Linked DNA regions of Mus musculus: all the other regions are linked to region 5. A link is a contact called in public HiChIP or PLAC-seq and Micro-C data. All regions are on one chromosome and are shown on one strand. Each heading gives the region's core, a stretch centred on a gene start, on an enhancer-like site or on the middle of the called end of the contact. The rest is flanking DNA. Distances are from core to core; before and after follow the strand shown.

Region 1 (3,602 bases), core at 424-2,923, 440 kb after region 5:
GTATCTCCTCCTTGCATGGGAAGGGGCATGGATAAACTGGGCTCTTGCTGCTGGATACTATCGAAGTGTCTACACTGTCTGATCAAGCTCCAGATTCTGCCCTTGTGCTTGTGTGGAAACTGGTTGAGGTCTCTGGCCCCACTTTCTTCTCTGTCTTCACTGGGTTCCAGCCAGCCGGAGGCTGAGTGTGGCCAGCTCTTGCTGCATGCCGCCACCCTCCAGGCAAGGGCCCAGGGTGGGCTCCCTGCAAATGCAGGTGTGCCTCTGGACTCTGAGCCCCTCACCAGGGCTGGCCTGTTGCCCCTGGATCTCCTTGATCCAACTCTAAGACCTCTCCCTCCCAGTGGGGCTTATTGGTCTTATTTTATAACTGCTTTTAACCTGATCGCCAGGTGTGGGCTTCCTGTTGCTGTTCAGGCCTGCTTCCCAGTTTTCAGTCAAAGCTAGATAACTCTTTGCTTTCTTTCCACCTTTCCAGCAAGTGGGATGGGGTAACCACGGGGAGCTCCCCACACCTCAGCCTCATTATTTCCTCAGCTGCTCCACACAGGGGAGCTTTTAAAGATAACCTGCTCAATTCTGAGGGCTTCTGGAGGGGGTGGGGGTGGGGGTGGGGAGGTGGGGGGAGAGCGGGGAGGATGATGTGTGCTTCCTGCTGACTGACCCCTGGGGCCCAGCACTTGTTTCAGATCTACTGAGAAGACTCTGGGGGGCTTCTTTCTGTAGAAGTGGATTGGAGATGCTTGGGAGGTGGCAAGGGCCTGAGGTACTGGGGCCAATGTGTAAGGCTGTTAAAGGAAGGGGTGCTGCTGTGGGAAAATGACTCTGTCCCCGTGATCCAGAACCTTGGGGTGGTGAAATGTACACGGCACCCTCTGGCAGTGCAGGGAGTTGATGGCATGTCTGCTGATCTGGGGCCACCAGCTCATGCCACTTTGGAGAAGAGATACCATCATGTGTCTCTGTCCTGATCCCACTCTCCCGTCTGTTACCCCCCCCCCCCCCCCACACACACCAGCTGCACATAACAGGAAGTCCCCGTAGGGAACAGGGTGATTCCCTTTGCAGGGAAAAGAGAACAACAGGCAGATGGGTGGAGAAGGGACGATAACCAGGGAAGGGCGTCTACCAGTGATAACAGGGAAAGGATGACGACTGGCTTGCTCTGTTGTCCTTCTCTCTGTTGGGGCAGGTGCTGGGTATCTGTCCTGCCAACACCCTGAACTCCCCTGTGCTTCTGGTTTACTGAGTTTATATCTCACGGTCTTCACAAAGTCATTTCTGAGCATCAAAGCAGTGCCTTCCTAGGCCAGTGTGCACTGCCGTGTGACTCCAACTCTCCCACGCCACTCTCTTGGGCAAGTGTGTGTTTGCACACACATATGTGCGTGATACTGTTACTGGATTCACTGGGGCCAGAACATGAGATCTGGTAGCCCTTATATGACAGTTTGGGCCACCAGGCCTCTGTGAGCCAATTGAATATGCCAGTTACAGTGAGCAGAAAACGGAGATGCATTCGATGTGATGGTTTTTCGAAGAGGGACAAAGAGATCCTGTGACTCTACTGTCACCAGTCTGTCTTGTTGTGGGGAGGGCTGACCTGAGGGCTGACCTGAGTAGGTTTAAGCAGAAAACCAGAGTGGGTTGAGTTGTGGTCTCTTGGCCTATGTCATTGCCTAATGACAATCTTCTGTGTACTCTGACAGGTTGTAAATACTATTGAAGGAGAGACAATTGGTTTAACTGGCTTCAGCCTTTCACCATATGAGGGTTCCTGGGGAAAATTTCAATTCTTGGGATCCATTGTCTCAATGGTCTGATAACCCAGGAGGATACAAGTATCTCTCTCTTTAGAAAGTCTCAGTTCCTGTCAGGATGGTAACAATACTCAGAGTCAGAGGTTATTTATAGCCAGTCTCTTGCAAGGAGAAGTACTTCAGAAAGTAACAAATAAGACAGTAATTGCTATAATCAGGGAGTTTTGGACTGAAGCTATAGCTCTACAGCTGTTACAGGCCTGATGACATGGTACGAGGTGTGACCTGAGATTGGATGAATCTAAGGGTGCTGACCGGAATCACTGGAAGTTCCATGGAGTACTTGGTGCTGATCAGGCCATCCTGAACTGTAATGAAACTGTTTCTGAAAACAAATTACAAAAGCATAAAGTAGGCTTGTACCTGCTTCCCTGTTCAGACTGTCTGGGGGGGCCCTGGCTTGTGAGTGCTCAACACTCTGCTGACGAGGTTGGTTCAGGCAGTGGATGAATTCTTCCCTAGGATCCCCTAAACACATTGGCTTTTCTCAGCATATGACTCAAATAATACACTTAAATTCCCAATCCTTGGAATTTTACAACTTGGCCAATCCTGTTTTTATTGAAGAAGGGGAAGGGGGCTCCTTGTTCTGATGTTCATGTGCCACACACATCTGCGGCACACCTTTCTTCAGCACAGCTGGATACCTTCAGGTTTCAGAGAACGTGGTGGTAAGCCTGTAGCCCACAGCCGTTAGCCAGGCCCACAGTCCTGCCAAACCACACTACCTTTAATGATGTTGGAAGCAGAGGTGTCAAAAAGGAAGATCTGAGGGTTGAGTTGATTTCTTCCTGGTAAGTTTTAATTGATTCTGGGAAGGTGTGTGCAGGTTCTGAAAGCACAGGATGTAATTGCGGACTGATGGGGCTCCATGGGAGACTCCCCAAGATGTATTCAGGAAGAAGAGCTTCTTAGCAGGATACTGTGAGCGAGCTGGGAAAGTCTGGTGCTCAGGGTTTGGGAGTCTTGCCAGCAGGGCAAGGTGTGAATTAGCCTTGCAGGCTCCCAGGGAGTCGGGAAGGAAGTGTCACTTGTGAGCTGTTGGAAGATCTGGGAAGATGGACAGGGACAGCAGGGGACATAGCAGTTTTCCAGACCCCTGCCACTCTTCTCATCTCTTCCTGTGATGATGAAGCTGTGGAAGACAGGAAGACCCAGCTGCTTGAAGGCCAGGGCAGAGGGAAAGTTGGCTGGGAGAAGGCTTTTGTAGATAACTTGGGGGGGGGGGGGGAGTTGCAGGAGGGAAGAATGCTAATCCTGGTAATAATTATGCAGCTCATTAGGGGTCTCTCTCTGACCCTTGCGGCTGCTGCTGATTTTGTGCTTTTATACATGGGGAAAACAGAGTCAGAGAAGTTAGATTGGAGAGAATAGAGTTTGAAATAACAAGTCCCACATCTTAAAAAAAAAATTCCAAATTTCCTGTGATCACAATTACCCTGTTTAGCAAGTACAATTCATGTAAATATGTCAAAATCCGTCCCTCCCCCCAAATAGGCAGCTTGAAACCCTTATACTTGTAAGCATTCCTTGTAAGGAATATCCTGCCTGCGTCTGCAAGCATGCATGTATTCATGGAGATTTGTACATGTGTAGGTAGCTGCACATATAGATGCATATATGTGTATACTCAACTAATGTGTGTGACATACACTAGAGATACAAATATGTACATGTCTTAGTATTAGGGTTTTACTGCTGTGAACAGACACCATGACCAAGGCAAGTCTTATAAAGGATAGCATTTAATTGGGGCTGGCTTACAGGTTCAAGGTGGGAGCA
Region 2 (3,815 bases), core at 906-3,405, 420 kb after region 5:
GTTTTCAAAGTTACGTTTCCTTTAGCTTTTTCTAATTCCTTTAGCTTCTCACATTTTTCTTATATGGTGATAGAGTGCTGTATAAAAAAAATCACCCTACGATAATGACTTCACAGGACTTGAGCTAGAAGCCGTTAACTGTCTGGTGGCAGGATGGGTGGGTGGGTGGGTGTGCCCAAGGGTTAGGGCATCTCCTTAGCTCCTCTGATCTCTGACTTTACTGTGTAGTTCTAGGAGACACTGAGAGGCCATAGAGTATGGAGCCCGGGGAGGAGCTAATATTGGGAAGAAACCACCCAGTGTGGCTACCCCAGATTGTCTTAGGAAAACCAAGGAATTAAAGACTTTTTTTTTTTTTTCCAGTTTTACAAGACAGGGTTTCTCTGTGTAGCCCTGGCTGTTCTGGAACTCTATAGACCTGGCTGGCCTCGAACTCAGAGATCTGCCTGCCTCTGCCTCCCGAGTGCTGGGATTAAAGGCGTGCACCGCCACTCCCCGCTAAGACATTGTTTTAAACTATCACAATTGCTGCTTCGAAAAGATTTGCCTGAGTCAGTGCAGATCCCAGTGAGTGAGACCTCCAAGCCGGTTCAGCTGCTAGATGGGCTCATGAATATTAGATGAAAATTTATAATTCTCAATTCCATCCTACTTCTTCGTGACACCAGAAAAATGTCTTCTGATCAGCCCTAATGCCCCTGAGTAGATCCAGCCCTTTCAGTGGCCTTGGAAAATAAGTTACGCCGTGTTTTTCTTTCTTTCTTCTTCTTCTTTTTTTTTGGCAGATGTATTTATTTGCATGCTTCCCAAGTAAATCACCCTTCTATTTATTTGGTTGTTGTTGTTTTTGGTTGCTGTTGTTATTTTTATTGTATTTGTCAATTCTCAAGATCTTCTTGTATTGACTCTCCATCTTAGCACTTAGGCCAGTGGCACATTCTAATCTCCTTCTTCTATCGTGCCCGCTGGACTCTTTCCTTGGGCCGTTAGGAATACCTTTTTGCTGTTTGTGTTTGTTTGGAGATGCGTACTCCAGCCTCACCTTCAACTTTTCCTACAGCTGAGGCTGGCCTTAAGCTCCTGATCTTCCTGTTTTCTTCACCCATGTGCTGGAATTACAGGTGTGTGCTACCACTCCTAGCTGGAGACGGAGTTAAGATTAGGATCTGATACATTCTTTTGCTTCTCTTTGTTCTTTTAGGCCCAAGCCTCCACGGTTGAAAATATCTGTTGAATGGAGAGTTTGAGCAGTGGTGTGGATATGAACTCTTGGCAGGTTCACGGATGAACCTTGGCGATTCTAGGCAGCAGGATAGAATCCCCTTTAGGAACTTTATTAAGTCAGGAGCACGGGGAGAGAGACATAATGGTTTCACGGGTGGACCCAGAGTGTCTGCGCAGACTGGCCAGTCCTCAGCAATCCAATGCAAGGTAAATGGCTACTGTTCTGACTGTAAAACAAACAAGCAAACAAAACAAAGCGAGTGTAACTATTTTAATAAAGTTTTATTTAACCCGATAGGTCCAAAGCACCATCATTTTGACATGTAGCTAATATAAAGACACACATACGGCGATTTTCGTTCTTTTTTTTTTTTTTTTTTTTTTTTTAACACAGTCTTAAACAGTGTCTGGTGTGTATTGAAAGCTTAATACAGCTCAAGCTGGACTCGCTGTGTTTCAGTTGAGCAACCACAGTACTGACAGCCTGTGATAGTTCAACCTTTTTCTCCCTGGATCTCAGACATCTCAGCTCAAAACAAGCGGCGGGAGACGCCCCCTCTGATGAGGCCCCTGCTGTCCTCTCTCGGTTTTTGTTGTCAACACAGAAGAACAGAGCGACCTCATTTATAAGCTATTTGTTTGCTATCGTTTCCATCGGGGTGTGGGCGCCTCCGGGGCAGGACTTTATTGATTTCTGCTCTATTTTTTTTTTTTTTTTTTTTTTTTTTTTTGTGGTTTTCCAGGCACGGAGCACGTCGCCTGGCCCACACGGATCCTTGGGTTCACACTCTGAGAGGACGAAAGCCTCCGGCTTCTTCGAAGCGGGCGGCAGAGGGCAGCCGGGCGCCGAGTCACAGGTGGGGCGCGCGCTCGGTGCGGGCGAGTGGGTGTGTGCGGGGTGCGCGCGGCGGGGCGGGAGCGCGGACCGGGAGGAGCCGCGAGCGCAGCGGAGGAGGAGGGCGCGGAGGAGGTGGTGGCTGCGTCCCCGCGGGGCCGAGCTGCGCCCGACGCAAGGAGCGGAGGCCGCTCGGAGCTGCCGGGGACCTGGACCCGCCGCGGGGCTCAGGGCGCACGAAGCGACAGCTGCGGGACCGGGTGAGTGGCCGCCGCAGGCAGTGGGAGGAGCGGGAGGGCGGCCGGGGCGCCGGGCGGGGGAACAGGTGGCGGGGCAGGGCGCTTTGTGTCCCTTCCCCGAGCTGTCCCCACGTTGTCCGGAGGCGGAGGCAGGAGCCCGGGAACCGCAGGCACGGGGCTGGGGCGCGGCAATGCGGGGTGTGGGGGTCCCCCAGCCTAGACTTAACAAAGGGCGCGTGGCCCCTGCCCGCGGGAGGCCTCGAGATCGGGACCCAGCCCCTGGGACCCCGATTTTTTAGAGTTTACCGTCTCATTCTTCTCCCCATGTCTTTCAGAGGTCTGCGGCTTGGTGCATGAGGGGCTCGCAGCAGCGAGGCGGCGGTGGGGATGGTTCGGGCCGCGGAGCCGGAGTGGCCTGGGCTTTGGTGAGGCGTGACAGTCTATCATGACTGTGTTCAGGCAGGAAAACGTGGACGACTACTACGACACCGGCGAGGAACTGGGCAGGTACCAGGAAGGGGTGACGGAAGCGCGCGGTGTGTGTGTGGTGGGGGGCACTGCGCGATAAACAGATGCTGCTTAAACCGGGCATGTCCCTGACTGGCCCTTCTCTGAGATGGGCGGATAGCAGAGGAACCGGTGCCTAACCAGCTAAAGCCAGGGACCATGAATAAACTGCCTGATCTGAGGGGTGGAGAGGCAACCCACAGTGCAGTTACTGTGCACAGGGTATGGTCAGAATCCCTGGATAAGAACAGACTTCATTGTGTGCACTACTAACTCCTGTCAGCCTTCACCCTTTTGAGACAATGAGGCAAACGCAAAGATTCTAACTGCAACTGGAGGGACCACCCATGTGTGTTTTAAGCGGCGTACAAGTTAATTAATGGGCACTTAAACAATTCTCTCCCCTTGTGCTAATTTTCAGTGCAACACCAGCCAGGATTGGTAGGCAGGCGTGGAACTTGCCAGATGTTGGCCTTGGATTTTGAAACTTCTTCCAACCAGGAATTTAATTCCCGGCTTGGTTAGTGGTGGCTTCGGTGTCATTTATGGCGGCTGTCTAGATTCAGAGCGTACCAACACGCTGTGGGGGGTGCGATGCTGAGCAGAGTGTGTCAGTGTCTAGGTGCACAAAGAAGATTTCACTGGGAGCCCTTGACGAGTGCTGGGTATCCATTAGCCCACCGAGTGTATTGATCTCTGCTGTGTGCGCAGAGAGCCCAGTGTTCATACCTAGATTTAAAATTTGTCTTGTGAAATTTGTGTATTGGCATTGTGACAGAAGCAGGCAAACGGGCTTATAAACAAACGTACTTGCAATTACTCACACAGAGTGTGTATTGAAGTTTGTATTTTTCCATATATACCCCATGGCCTCATACCAAGCTTCTTTTTTAATTCATGGGCAGGGAACTGAAAAGGGGTGGGGGTGGGGGTGGGGGGGAAGACCTATTACCTAATAGGATTTTGAAAGATATCTAACCAAAACTTTGTAATAATCCAGACAGCCCAGG
Region 3 (3,589 bases), core at 74-2,573, 270 kb before region 5:
TTCCGGCCCTAGGCAGATGGTCCTAAACTGTGTAAGCAAAGTAGGCCAACATGATCTCGAAGGCAAGTCAGTAAGCAGGATCTCTTCTCCTTTAACGCTACTTTGACTTCCTGCCCTGACATCCTTCAATGCAAGAGTGTGACCTGGGAGTTGTAAGCTGACTCTTTCCTCCCCAAGTTGCTTTGGTTCATGGTCTTTATTACAGTGACAGAAAGGAGGGCTAGGGCAACTTGTAAGCAGAAAGAAAGTGTGAAATGGGAGGCAACCGTGAGCAGAAATGGAGATGTTTCCTAGTAGAAAATAGAGCTAGATGAAGCCATTGGGTATCTGGTCCACAATGGAAAGTATGCCAAGATATGTCAGGAAGCCACGGTCCAGGAAGTCCCAGCAGTGGTGACTTCTTGAAGTTTAGAGGCCCCACAAGAGTTTGTTTTCATCTGAGGTGAAATAAACAAGAGGGAACAGGTTTGCACTGTGGGGACAGCAATTCAAGGTTTACCATTTTCTTCTGTCCTGTAGTTTACATTATAATGAAATGGTCACTCCCTTTTAGTTGATGTGAAATGACCTGTGTATATTGATGGAAACCTTGCTTATATGAAGGCAAAGGCACACACACACACACACACACACACACTTGCAGTTGACTAGTGTGTATGTGTAAAATTACTGCCTTGAGTTACAGTGAATGTCCCAGTGTGAGGCCCAGGCCTGCAGGCACCAGCTCCACAGGTTGCCTCCCGGTCTCTGTCCAGACAGATGGAGGCAGGAAGGATTAATTTTGATGGTGCCCTCTACATATCTGAGTGATTTCTTCTGATGGCTGACAGTTCTGGGTGCAACCATTTGCAGTTCTGAAATTTTGGCAGGGATTTTGCTTTTGAAGCTTTAAGTAAGCAAGCATTTGCAGGAAGGCTCTTTTGTGCCTTGTTTAAATTAAGGTAGAGATTTTTGGAGAGTCATCCAGCCAGAGGGGAGCTTAGAGTTTCAAAGAGTCCCTCCCTAGCAACAACAAACAAAACAATACAAATGCGACCTTCCAATTAATTAGGAGAATAAGCCCTGTGGGTAGCTCTGGATCCACAGTCTTACCGAGCAGGTGCAGGGTGAAACTTTGTCTCCAGTATCTCCTTCCAGCCCCACGTACTACGGAACTGCTGGCTCTGCCCAGAGAGCTGGTCAGAGTAGTGAGTCTAAAACATGCAAATATCCCCAGGAGAAGTTGAGCGAAGACAGCTATTAGACATCTGTACTGTGGAGAACAGAATGTAGAGAAAGGGGATTGTGACTCGGAAGACAGAAGAGGGGACTGCTGCAAGGGCAGGCACTGGCTGGGAAAGAGATTAAGCCTGGAGTCTCGCCAGAGCAGACCATAAAAAGACACCAGGCCTCTGCAGTGACACACAAAGGGGTTTTATCAATCAGCTTCTCTTGGTTTCGAGTGACAGAATACCCAATTCATTCAGACCAGAGGGAAGAGGAGACTCTAATGATTCTTAACTGAAAAGGTTCATAGTAGATTGGGGTTGAGTTTCAGGCACATCTTGATCCAGGGGTCAAAAGACGCTTTCAAACTTGGTTTTCTCTGCATTCAGATCAATGGTTCTTAACCTGTTAGTCATGGCTCCTTTTGGCACACTTCTATCTCCGAAAATATTTATATTATGATTCATAACAGTAGCAAAATTATGGTTATGAAGTAGTAGCAAAAGTAATTTTACTGTTGGGGGTCAGTACAACCTGAGGAACTGTTTTAAAGGGGTGCAGAAGGGGTTGGAGATTTAGCTCAGTGCTAGAGCACTTGCCTAGCAAGTGCAAGGCAAGGTTTGGTCTTCAGCTCTGAAAAAAAGGGGGTGGTGGTGTTGCAGCATAGGAAGGTTGAGAACCCCTAGATCAGATGAACTTTTCTCTCTTTGGGGTCTTGTCTTAGTCGGGGTTTGTATTCCTGCACAAAACATCATGACCAAGAAGCAAGTTGGGGAGGAAAGGGTTTATTCAGCTCACACTTCCATATTGCTCTTCATCACCAAAGGAAGTCAGGACTGGAACTCAAGCAGGTCAGAAAGCAGGAGCTGATGCAGAGGCCATGGAGGGATGTTACTTACTGGCTTGCTTCCCCTGGCTTTCTCTGCTTGCCACTAGCCCAGGGATGGCACCACCCACAATGGGCCCTCCCACCCTTGATAATTAGTTGAGAAAATGCCTTACAGCTGGACCTCATGGAGGGATTTCCTCAAGGGAGGCTCCTTTCTCTGTGATAACTCTAGCGTGTGTTGAGTTGACACACAAAATCAGCCAGTACAGGTCCCTTTCAACAGGACACCCCATCCTGTCTCTTTCCATGCTCACTGCTGACATTTCTTCTTTGCCCCAGATGCTGCAAACATAAACATGTGGCAGAAGTTCTGACTTTCTGACTGACCATGGGCTGCAGGGGTGGCCTCCTGAGGCAGCAGTGGGCTGAGGAGGGATGACATTGGATGGGATGGGGTGAGTCAGCTCCATGGGTAACAGTTTTTTAAGGAAGTGGGCTCTGTGTTTGGAGAAGAGATAAAATGGGATGATAGAGATGTAGCCAGCTTCTGTCCTCCATAGCTTTGGCCAAGATCAGCACAGAATGGACTGTGAAACAAAGCTTCTGGGTCCCAAGCAGGTCTAAAGAACTTTGATAGAGAAGGAGTTCACACCAGATAGATGGAGTGGGGGGTGTGGCACATGCATAAATGACCAGTTTTGTGACATCTGGTTATATAACAGAAATGTGTGCATGTGTGTGTATGTATGTGTGCATGTGTATATGCATGTATGTGTGATAACAGAAATATCTGCCTGTGCATGTGTGTATGTATGTGTGCATGCATTATGCATGTATGTGGCTATGTGTGTATGTATATATGCATGCATGAGTATATGCATGTATGTGTGATAACAGAAATGTGTGCCTGTGCATGTGTATATGTATGTGTGCATGCATGTATGTGTGCATGCATGTATGTGTGTGTGTATGCATGCATGCTTGTGTATGCATGCATGTATGTATGTGTATGTGCACGTATGTGTGTATGCATGTATAAATGTATGTGTGTGTATCTGCATGTATAAATGTATGTATGTGCATGTGTGTTTATGTATGTTTGTGTGTATGCATGTATGTGTATGTATGCAAGTATGTGTATCTCTGTATAACTATACAGAGATGCCTCAAGCTGGGCAGCTGAGTAGTGAGCGTGCATATCACAGTTTTCCTGTTTACCTTCAGTCCAGTGTTCAATGCTTTACTAGAAATACTCAACCCTCATGGCATTGGCTTTGTGTGAGTGTGAGGTGGGGTGAATCCAGATCAACCCACTGTTAGCTGAAACCGTTTAAGCTGGAACTATGTCCTGGTGAGCCTGGTGGCACATGCCTGTAGTAGCAGTGCTTTGCAGCTGAGGTAGAAGAAGCGTGAGTTTGTGGTCAGCTTGAGCTGCACAGCTAAACCGTGTCAGAAAGAGGGGGTGGGATGGGGAGACAGAGAGACTGGCAGAGAGTTATAGAGACAGAGAGATGTTGTAGTTAATATTATTGTTCATTGGGTTTTCTACCCTGC
Region 4 (3,775 bases), core at 157-2,656, 350 kb before region 5:
TTATGACAGGAATCCTAGGTCCGGGCTTGAACTCTCTCCAGCTGTCTGCATTACCAGCGAGTTCATCAGATAGCCATTTTTTATTTTGATCTTTGTGGTTATCATTCATCCAAGCAGGCTGACTGTAAATTGGGTTTTTAAATGCATATGGATTGCTGGAAACCCCATACAGTCCTTTCCTGGGGGTGTTCCCATAGTTCCCGGGTGATATCTTCTTTTTTGGAAGGCCCTTTTCCATTTTACTGCTATGGCCTTTAGCATAATCATCCATTATTAAATAATCTTGTTGGGGATGGCCCCTTCTGAAATCATCATCATCAATAATTCCACGGTCTTTAGTGCGCTTCACAAAGTAAGGTTTTGCTGTATCTCCCATGGTCTTTGACTTCAACTTTCTTACTTTGTACCTGAAAGAAGGCATTGGGGGAGGGGGGAACAAAACAAAATTGTAAAATAATATCATACCAAATACTCAAAGTAACACACGGGTGCCCTGAAGCCTTTATCTTCCCCCATTTAAAAATTAAATTGTTACCACATTCCTAATAATTAATGCATTCCAGAAGTTACAGTGTTCATAAAAACTGGTCCTTATTTAATACAAAGACTAAATCTGAAGACACTTCTATAGTCTCAGAAACTAAAGAAGTAACTTCTATGTAACGAAAGCACCTCTCTTCAAAGTAAACATCCTAAGTCAACACTGTTACAAAACTCCCAAATCTATTTCTTTTTTTTAAAGTTGGCAATTACTTTTAGGTATCAAAGTAGCCGAAACTATGTGAGCAGATTTCAGTTTCGATCAGCCCCCACTCTAAGCTTCGCTTTTCAACCCGGCGCGACCGCTGGGCGAAGGGACAGCACTTCCCACTAAGGTACCGCTCTAAGGGTCCAGGCTTCCGACCAAGGGACAACGCCAGCTGACTTACCCGACTTCTCAGTCCCCAGCCCCAGACAAGTCCAGTTTCGTCACCAACCACAATCCTCCGCAGGATGACACTCCTTTTCCTTCCCCATTCGGCTGCCCCACCCCTGTGTGCCTCAGTTTCCACCAGCGGAGTCCCCAGGCGAAGGAGGAGGCGGTTCCGCGCTACTGGCCACGAAGCCGCCGTGGGGAATAGGAAGCAGGAAGCGCCCGGCCATTGACAGGGTTCCGGGGTTCCCCGGACCAGGGCCGGAGCCCCGACACAAAGTGAAGACGCGGACTCGAACCCGAGGGCTCCGGGCGCACAGCCGGGCCGAGGCGGCCGGAGAAGGACGGCGCCAACGTACCTCGGGGCCGGGCAGATACGCTTCTGGGGGCGGGGGGAACCCACGGGCCCAGCCCGGAGGCGAGTCCCGGAGGGACGCGACGAGACGGCGCCCCGGAGCACTCACCAGCGCCGCTGCGGTCCCCCGCCGCTTCCTGTCCGGGCCCGGCTCCTCACCGTGTTTTCCTTCAGCCCCACTTCCGGCGCTCAGCGCCGTCTCATTGTGCGCGATTGGAAGACTGCGGTGTCCCCGCCCCGCGCTCCGCGGCTGGCCGGAAGCGCGCACCGGAAGCGCGCGCCGCCCAGGTTCCTCCCAGCGCCGGGGGCGCGCCGCGGGTGCGGGCGCAGAGGTCCGGGGTTGCTCCCTAGCTACCTGCGAGATCCGTCGCCCAGTGCTTTCGGGTTCCCCCGACGCCCCTCTGTGGCTGCTCGGGAAGCTGGGTCTTTTTATAATTCCGAGTGGCTCCAAGTTTCAGTGAGGGCCTTGTGAACGACCTTGAAGGAAGTTCAGCGGCCTAAACCTCTGGATTAAGCTCGACCTGGGGGTAGAAAGAGATTCAACTTTTTTTTTTCTTTAAGAACTAGCAAACAGCCGGAGAGTGGTGGCACATGCCTTTAATCCCACTTGGAGGGAGGCAGATTTCTGAGTTCGAGGCCAGCCTGGTCTACAGAGTGAGTTCCAGGACAGCTACGTCTACACAGAGAAACCCTGTCTCAAAAAAACAAAAAACAAAAACTTAGCAAACAACACAGAGTTGCTTTTTTTTTTTCTAATTGAACATTCATTGTTATCTAAAGTGTCCTACATGCCTTGAAAGCCTCAAGCAACTAATGAATAGAAGTGCTGGAAAAAATAAGGCAGTTTTCATTTCTACCTCTACAAAGTATAAATTTAAATCCATTGGGTTCTTTAGCCAACAGTCTTAAAGTGAAGAATGCATACAGCCTTTGCTATTCCAAGAAACTGTCTTTAAAACTGTAAATAAATACTAACTCAATCCTACTAGTTCAGGAAGAAAGGAATACAATTGAAATTTAAAAAGCAAAAGAGACATAGCTAAATGGTTGATATTCTACAACCAACTTGTTTTGTCAGTTTCCTCTTGCTGTGTGGGTTTGGGGATTTCTGAGTTCAAGGCTAGCCTGGTCTACAGAGTGAGTTCCAAGACAGCCAGGGCTACACAGAGAAACCCTGTCTCGGAAAAAAAAAAAAGTATTTACATTCCAAATGCTGCATCCTGGTTCCCCCCTCCCCCTTCCTTTCCCCAGGACCCCTCCTTTCACCTCTGAGAGGGTGTCCCCCCCCCACTTCATTGCCCAACCCTGGTATCATAAGGCACATCCTCTCCCACTGAGGCCAGACAAGCCTTCCCAGAAAGCCATCTTTCTCTAGGGTCCCACAGCTAGTAGCTGTTCTGAATATAACTTGAGAGTTCCTGTCACTGACAGTAAAAGTTCCATGTATCAGACTCTGACCACCAAGCAATGTAGACGTATTAAGAGAATGAGGGGGCTGAGGGAATGGGTGAGAAGATTTGCTACTTTTACAGAGGAGCAAATTTCACTTCCCATCACCCAAGGTGGTTGCTCACAGCTGTCTATAACTGGTCTCCTAGGGGATCTGACACGAGTGGACTCCACCAGCACCTGCATGCCCACACACAGACACACACACACACAAGGACACACACACACCCTTCAGAAAGGACGAAGGTACATTAGAAAGTACTCTAGGGGAAAAACCAATGGCAAAGCTTGGCCCTTAAGGAGACCTGATTGAAATCCAAACCTTCACCAGCGGGAAGCATGTGTTCTTAGCAGCTCTGTGTGACTTGAAACATACTCTTAAAACATTTGTGATAGCCTCTTATGTAGATGTCTTTTGTTCTGAAAATTCATCGGAGCCAAACTAATAATCTGTTTGCCAGGCAGACAGTGGCATTTCATCGAGTCCAAAGGGAGCTGACGATGCATCATTATATTTATGATGGGCCAAAGCCGCGTCACCACACCCAGGTGAGTAATCTCTGAAGTCCTGGCTTAGGTAAGTCCTTGGTTCCTAGAACCCTAGAGGAAGTACACAGCACACACTGTTCTAAGGATTTAGAATATTTTATATGCATTCTCTTCAATATATATCCGTAGTCTTTTCCTATTTTAAATAGTTGCTCTTAAGGTTCATGTTGAGTGCTGGAGATATGGCTCAGTTGTTTTTGAGAATTTATTACTCTTGCCCCAACATACTAGTTCACTACTGATCATAATTTCAGTTCCAGGGGTTCCATGGCCCTCTTCTGACCTCTATGGGGCAACAGATACACATGTGTATAGACAATATGTTAGCAAAACACTCATACACATTAAAAATAAATCCCAAATAGAGAGAGATATGCATCTTCAGGGGCTGTAGAAGTGACTCAGTGGTTAAGAGCAGTGGCTGCTCTTGCAGAAGACTCAAGTTCAGTTCTAGTCATCCATTTTAGGTTGCTTAGAACCACCTGTCACTCCAGCTCCAGGAGGATACA
Region 5 (3,952 bases), core at 294-2,793:
CCGCCCGCGGCCCCAGCGCGCTGCTCGTCGTCATATTCTTCGTCGTAGTAGTCGTCCAGGCCCCCGTCCGAGCCGCTGCTGCCCGGACCGTTGCTCGCATCTGGGCCGAAGCACAGGCGGGCCATGTTCTCTTTGACCGATTCGCAGATGGGCCGCTCCAGCCCATCGCACACGCAGTCGTTGAGCAGCGCCGCCTTGGGCACGGCCAGCATGTCCTCGATGACCGCGCGGCACTCGTCTGTGCAGCGCAGCCCGTTGAAAAGCTTGCCGCAGTAGGCCAGGTAGCGGCTGAGCGCCAGGTTGCAGCGGCTGTCCCGGTCGCAGCGCCGCCGGGCCTCAGTGCAGCCCATGACCGAGCCCGCTCCCGCGCCCGGGCCCACGCTGCTGGTGCGCGGCAGACAGGGCTCGATGGCGCGCTTGGTGGACCTGCAGTGTTCGTCCTGCGCGCAGTCGCAGTCCTCCAGCGCGGGCCCGCGGCGCGTGTGGTTGAGCTGGATAAGCGCCGAGATGCAGTGGCTCGGGCAGCGCCAGCGCGGCGAGGACGCGGCCGAGGCGGGGAAGGCGCCGGCGGGCCCCGGAGCATCAGCCCCGCCGCGCTGCGCTAGCACCGGCGCACAAGCCTCGGCGTACTGGCTGTAGGCGTAGCTGCAGTCGGGCTCGCCCTGACACTGCAGCAGCGCCTGCCAGCAGATGAGGCGGCGGCCGTGCGCTAGCCCCGAGCCCCGCGGTGCCGAGCACAGCAGCTGCAGCAGCGCCATCAGGCACAGCAAGGCGCCCGGCAAGGTCCCCGTGCGGGCCCCGGCGCCGCCCAGCAGCGCGGCTAGCATCGCGGGCAGCAGCGGCCGCCGGACGCGGTGCGGAGCGGAGACGAGGCTCGGGTGGCGGCCGCGGGGCCGCTGGAAAAGTTTGTCCGAGTTCCGCGCACTTCTGGCATGGGCGTCCTCATCCATCCATGCCGGCGGCCCCGCGGCTGGTAAAGGCGGGTGTTCGCTCCGGCACCGCGGCCGGGGCTCCCTGAGAAGCGCGGCGACGCAGGTCCGGGTCCGGTAGACGGTTGGAGGCGCTCAGTGCCGTTCCGGGGGGACGCGGCGAAGCTGCAGGAGCGCGCGGCGCCGGGGGTGCATGGTGCTAGGCGCCTGCAGACAGTCGTGCGGCCGGCGGCTCCTCGGTTCCCGGCTCAGCGGCGCGTAGCACTTCGCAGCTCTGGCATCCCGCCTTCCCGCGGCCAGGACGCTTGGTCCCCTCCCCCTCTACCCCGGTCTGGGCCGCGCTCCGGGAAGTTCTGGGCGCCAGGCGCAGGGAGGACCCCGAAACTCGGAGCGTTTCTCTGCTCCGAGACCCGGAGCTTGGGGAGCGGATCCGCGGAGCCCGGCTGCGGACTAGCTCGCCGCGAGGCTTTAAATACAAAAGTGGGCCGGGAGCCCCCGTGTGGTGCCGCGGCGCCCCCTCATTATGCATGCATAGAAAAGCAAACAAACAAAAACATTAGCAACGCTCCTCCGGCTCGCCGAGCCCTGGCCCCGCGCGCTCCAGGCTTGCCCGCTTTCTCCTTTCTCCACTCTCCGGCGCCCTTTGCTCGGCCCCCTTCCCCGGCTTTGCGAGCTGCTATTGGTCCAGCCTGTTGTTGTTGAAACTTTTTTTTTTTTTTCCGAGCCGCTGGAGTGGGGCTGCAGAGTGGGGGAGGGCGGTGGGCAGCTCACATTCAGGCATTCAGGGCTTGAAAGGAACGGCTTAGGGAGCCTGACACAGGCCCAGCTCCTCCCACTCTTCAGGAGGCTGGGATACCGAACCCCAGCTCGCGCACAGAGCCAGCGGGCAGGGCTTAGGGCCAGCTGCCTGCATCCGGCTCAGCCACCGGCCTTTTTGTTCCCTTCCTCCGCCCCCTTTTTGTTTGGGTGGGGGGACACTTTTATTAATTCTTACTGATCCCCCATCTTTGCATCCGAGAAAGTTCGAAAGTCACTTTAATTTTCAGGCTCCTCATCTCTGAGTTCTGATCACCTCGGGGGGTATAGCGAAGGCAGGGAGTTTTGAGAATTCATTGTAAGACTTTAAAAACTTAGACACAGATTGCGCGCGCGGGCACACACGGGTTCTCTCTCTCTCTCTCTGTCTCTGTCTCTGTCTGTCTCTCTCTGTCTCTCTCTCTGTCTGTCTCTCTCTCTGTCTCTCTCTGTCTGTCTCTCTCTCTGTCTCTCTCTCTCTCTCTCTCTCTCTCTCTCTCTCTCTCTCTCTCTCTCTCTCTCTCTCACACACACACACACACACCGAGCCACCATCACAACCACGACCTCTACCACCACCACAAGAAGGACACTTTCCACCAGCTTTCAGTCCCCCTTTCCGGCAGGTAAGGCCCTCGCACTGGACATCGTTTTCAAACTAAGAAATCCAAAGAACTGAAACTATTTCTTTACTCACGATTTTTTTTTTTAAATACGAACGGCAATGACAAATCTTAGCATTAAAAACCCTGGGAATGCTGAGCGCTACCACCTGGCTGCAGTTACAGCACAGAGGACGAGGGTAAATTGACCCGCTACGTGCTTTAAACTGCACGTTTCAGTTCCTCGCTGTGTTTAAAGCAAAAGCCACCAGCAGAGCGGGCTTTGCAGTCAGAGCAGGACTCTCTCAAGCGACCTTAACTGTGGCGCAATGCAGCTTTTGGCCACTAGAGGCACCGCGAGTCTGTGGCCTGTCAAAAACTGGCTCCTTCCTCTCCCCTTTCCATGGTGAGACTATCAACTCAGTCTGTCACAAAATTTAAGGCTAAATCGCTGCTGAAGCAAAGGAAGCCCCAGCTGCAGTGCGTTCAGAAAGTGGACTGTCCACCTCTCCAAAGAGTTAAAGAGTTTGAAAGGGCGAGAGTGAGGGCCTGACGGATTAACCTGGCTTTTGGGAAAAGCTGGCTGCCTAGGCTGAGGAAGCTGTCTCTGAAACCTCACAGGATGAGAGAGGCAGACTGAGCTGTGTGAAGCCACCGTGCTCCTACCCTAACCCTAATTCATGGTTAGGACCATGAATTTAGTAATAGAAAACAAACGCAAATCTATCCTTAAAAACTAGCCAGATGTGGTACAGCAAGCCTGTTTATCCCAGGCAGAAGCGGGAGGATCGCTGCAAGTTTAAGGACAGCTAGTTAGATCCTGAGAGCTCCAGGCCACTTGCTTTGAGGTCAGATTGCTCACTTGCTAAGGTCCTTTTTTATCCTTAACAATCTGTGATCCTGAGCTCCTAAGAAGAAAGCCAGCCCTGGGATGCATCTTCTGGCTTCTTTAGAGAGCTCTCAAGACACCCTGCAGGAGAATCATCTGGAGACCTTGTGTTCATATCTGGATTCCTAACTCTTTGAATCTCTGACAGCTAAAACCCTGGAGGGCCTGAAAGTCTGCATTTCCAACAAGATTTAAGGCGGTGTGTGTGTGTGTGTGTGTGTGTGTGTGTGTGCGTGCGTGTGTGTGCGTGTGTGTGTGTGCGCGCGCGCGCGTGTGTGTGTGTGCGTGTGCGTGTGTGTGCATGTGCGTGCGTGCGCGTGTGCGTGTGCGCGCGTGCGTGTGTGCGTGCGTGCGTGTGTGTGTGTGTGTGTGTGTGTGTGTGTGTGTGTGTGTGTGTGTATGCGCGCGTGCGTGCAGTGTTACTGATGCTTCAGAGCTGCTTACTGGGGGAATGTTCTGACTGTGTTTGTTCTAAAGGTTACAAATAGTTCACCTTTGCTGGTCACATGAATCCATCTTAGCCTTGATTCAGGTCTCAGTGGGAGCTAAGGGAGGTCACGAGTGCTCATCCTGAAGACATCTTTACAGACTCATGGCCTTGACGTGGAAGGCCAGAGGAACAGGCAGCCACAGCAGGCTGTGTGCATTCCCCTCTTTCAAATATAGGCTTTCCTGGGTCCTGGGCTTTCACTCTTTAAGGACACCATGTCTATGGATTCTCCGTTCCCTCCTTCCTT

The links. Hi-C and Micro-C count contacts between places; a contact is called where the count stands out from the background. HiChIP or PLAC-seq counts read pairs in DNA pulled down with a chosen protein or histone mark.
Region 1: an H3K27ac HiChIP or PLAC-seq map of microglia shows a contact between it and region 5, with 4 times the contacts expected there. The contact joins the enhancer-like site here to the promoter of Gas1 in region 5. A contact is called at or near these places in 5 of 39 promoter capture datasets (cranial neural crest, embryonic stem cells, frontonasal cranial neural crest and 2 more), 1 of 484 Hi-C or Micro-C datasets (embryonic stem cells) and 2 of 115 datasets of contacts at active chromatin or transcription factors (microglia and stem cell-derived neural progenitor cells).
Region 2: a contact with region 5 is called in a Micro-C map of embryonic stem cells, with 7 times the contacts expected there. The contact joins the promoter of Dapk1 here to the promoter of Gas1 in region 5. A contact is called at or near these places in 8 of 39 promoter capture datasets (cranial neural crest, embryonic stem cells, frontonasal cranial neural crest and 4 more), 12 of 484 Hi-C or Micro-C datasets (Sertoli cells, cardiomyocytes, embryonic fibroblasts and 5 more), 5 of 115 datasets of contacts at active chromatin or transcription factors (astrocytes, embryonic stem cells and stem cell-derived neural progenitor cells) and 1 of 9 other capture datasets (adipose tissue).
Region 3: an H3K4me3 HiChIP or PLAC-seq map of neural progenitor cells shows a contact between it and region 5, with 26 read pairs. The contact joins the enhancer-like site here to the promoter of Gas1 in region 5. A contact is called at or near these places in 17 of 39 promoter capture datasets (the 3T3-L1 cell line, 3T3-L1-derived adipocytes, the HPC-7 cell line and 11 more), 2 of 15 datasets of contacts at CTCF or cohesin (the NIH/3T3 cell line and stem cell-derived epiblast-like cells), 38 of 484 Hi-C or Micro-C datasets (the 3T3-L1 cell line, 3T3-L1-derived adipocytes, brown adipocytes and 27 more), 22 of 115 datasets of contacts at active chromatin or transcription factors (PVALB interneurons, VIP interneurons, astrocytes and 16 more) and 3 of 9 other capture datasets (adipose tissue, embryonic stem cells and pancreatic islet).
Region 4: a contact with region 5 is called in a Micro-C map of embryonic stem cells, with 6 times the contacts expected there. The contact joins the promoter of Tut7 here to the promoter of Gas1 in region 5. A contact is called at or near these places in 14 of 39 promoter capture datasets (the 3T3-L1 cell line, 3T3-L1-derived adipocytes, the SN4741 cell line and 7 more), 7 of 484 Hi-C or Micro-C datasets (the 3T3-L1 cell line, embryonic stem cells, liver and 2 more) and 8 of 115 datasets of contacts at active chromatin or transcription factors (cardiomyocytes, craniofacial prominence, embryonic forebrain and 5 more).

The regions. Positions count from the first base shown.
Region 1 is chr13:60,618,803-60,622,404 of GRCm38.p6, forward strand. The region is part of intron 2 of Dapk1 (death associated protein kinase 1); the gene reads left to right. Among named protein-coding and RNA genes, the nearest start is that of Dapk1, 19 kb to the left of the region's middle. Within about 2 kb of position 1,674, at least 44 of the 459 cell types and tissues checked have an H3K27ac peak or open chromatin away from gene starts, as enhancers often do. A contact at or near this core is called in microglia, where this site is marked.
Region 2 is chr13:60,599,792-60,603,606 of GRCm38.p6, forward strand. It overlaps Dapk1 (death associated protein kinase 1), which reads left to right and starts at 2,156. Exons shown (of 26, transcript NM_029653.3): 1 at 2,156-2,319; 2 at 2,634-2,805. The coding sequence starts at 2,744.
Region 3 is chr13:59,909,653-59,913,241 of GRCm38.p6, forward strand. All of the region lies in intron 1 of Gm19866 (a long non-coding RNA gene), which reads right to left. Among named protein-coding and RNA genes, the nearest start is that of Gm19866, 4.5 kb to the right of the region's middle. Within about 2 kb of position 1,324, at least 24 of the 459 cell types and tissues checked have an H3K27ac peak or open chromatin away from gene starts, as enhancers often do. A contact at or near this core is called in cortical neurons, nephron progenitors, neural progenitor cells and 5 more, where this site is marked.
Region 4 is chr13:59,821,704-59,825,478 of GRCm38.p6, forward strand. Tut7 (terminal uridylyl transferase 7) reads right to left here and starts at 1,407. Exons shown (of 27, transcript NM_001373962.1): 1 at 930-1,407; 2 at 1-407. The coding sequence starts at 376.
Region 5 is chr13:60,175,992-60,179,943 of GRCm38.p6, forward strand. Gas1 (growth arrest specific 1) reads right to left here and starts at 1,544. Exons shown (of 1, transcript NM_008086.2): 1 at 1-1,544. The coding sequence starts at 950.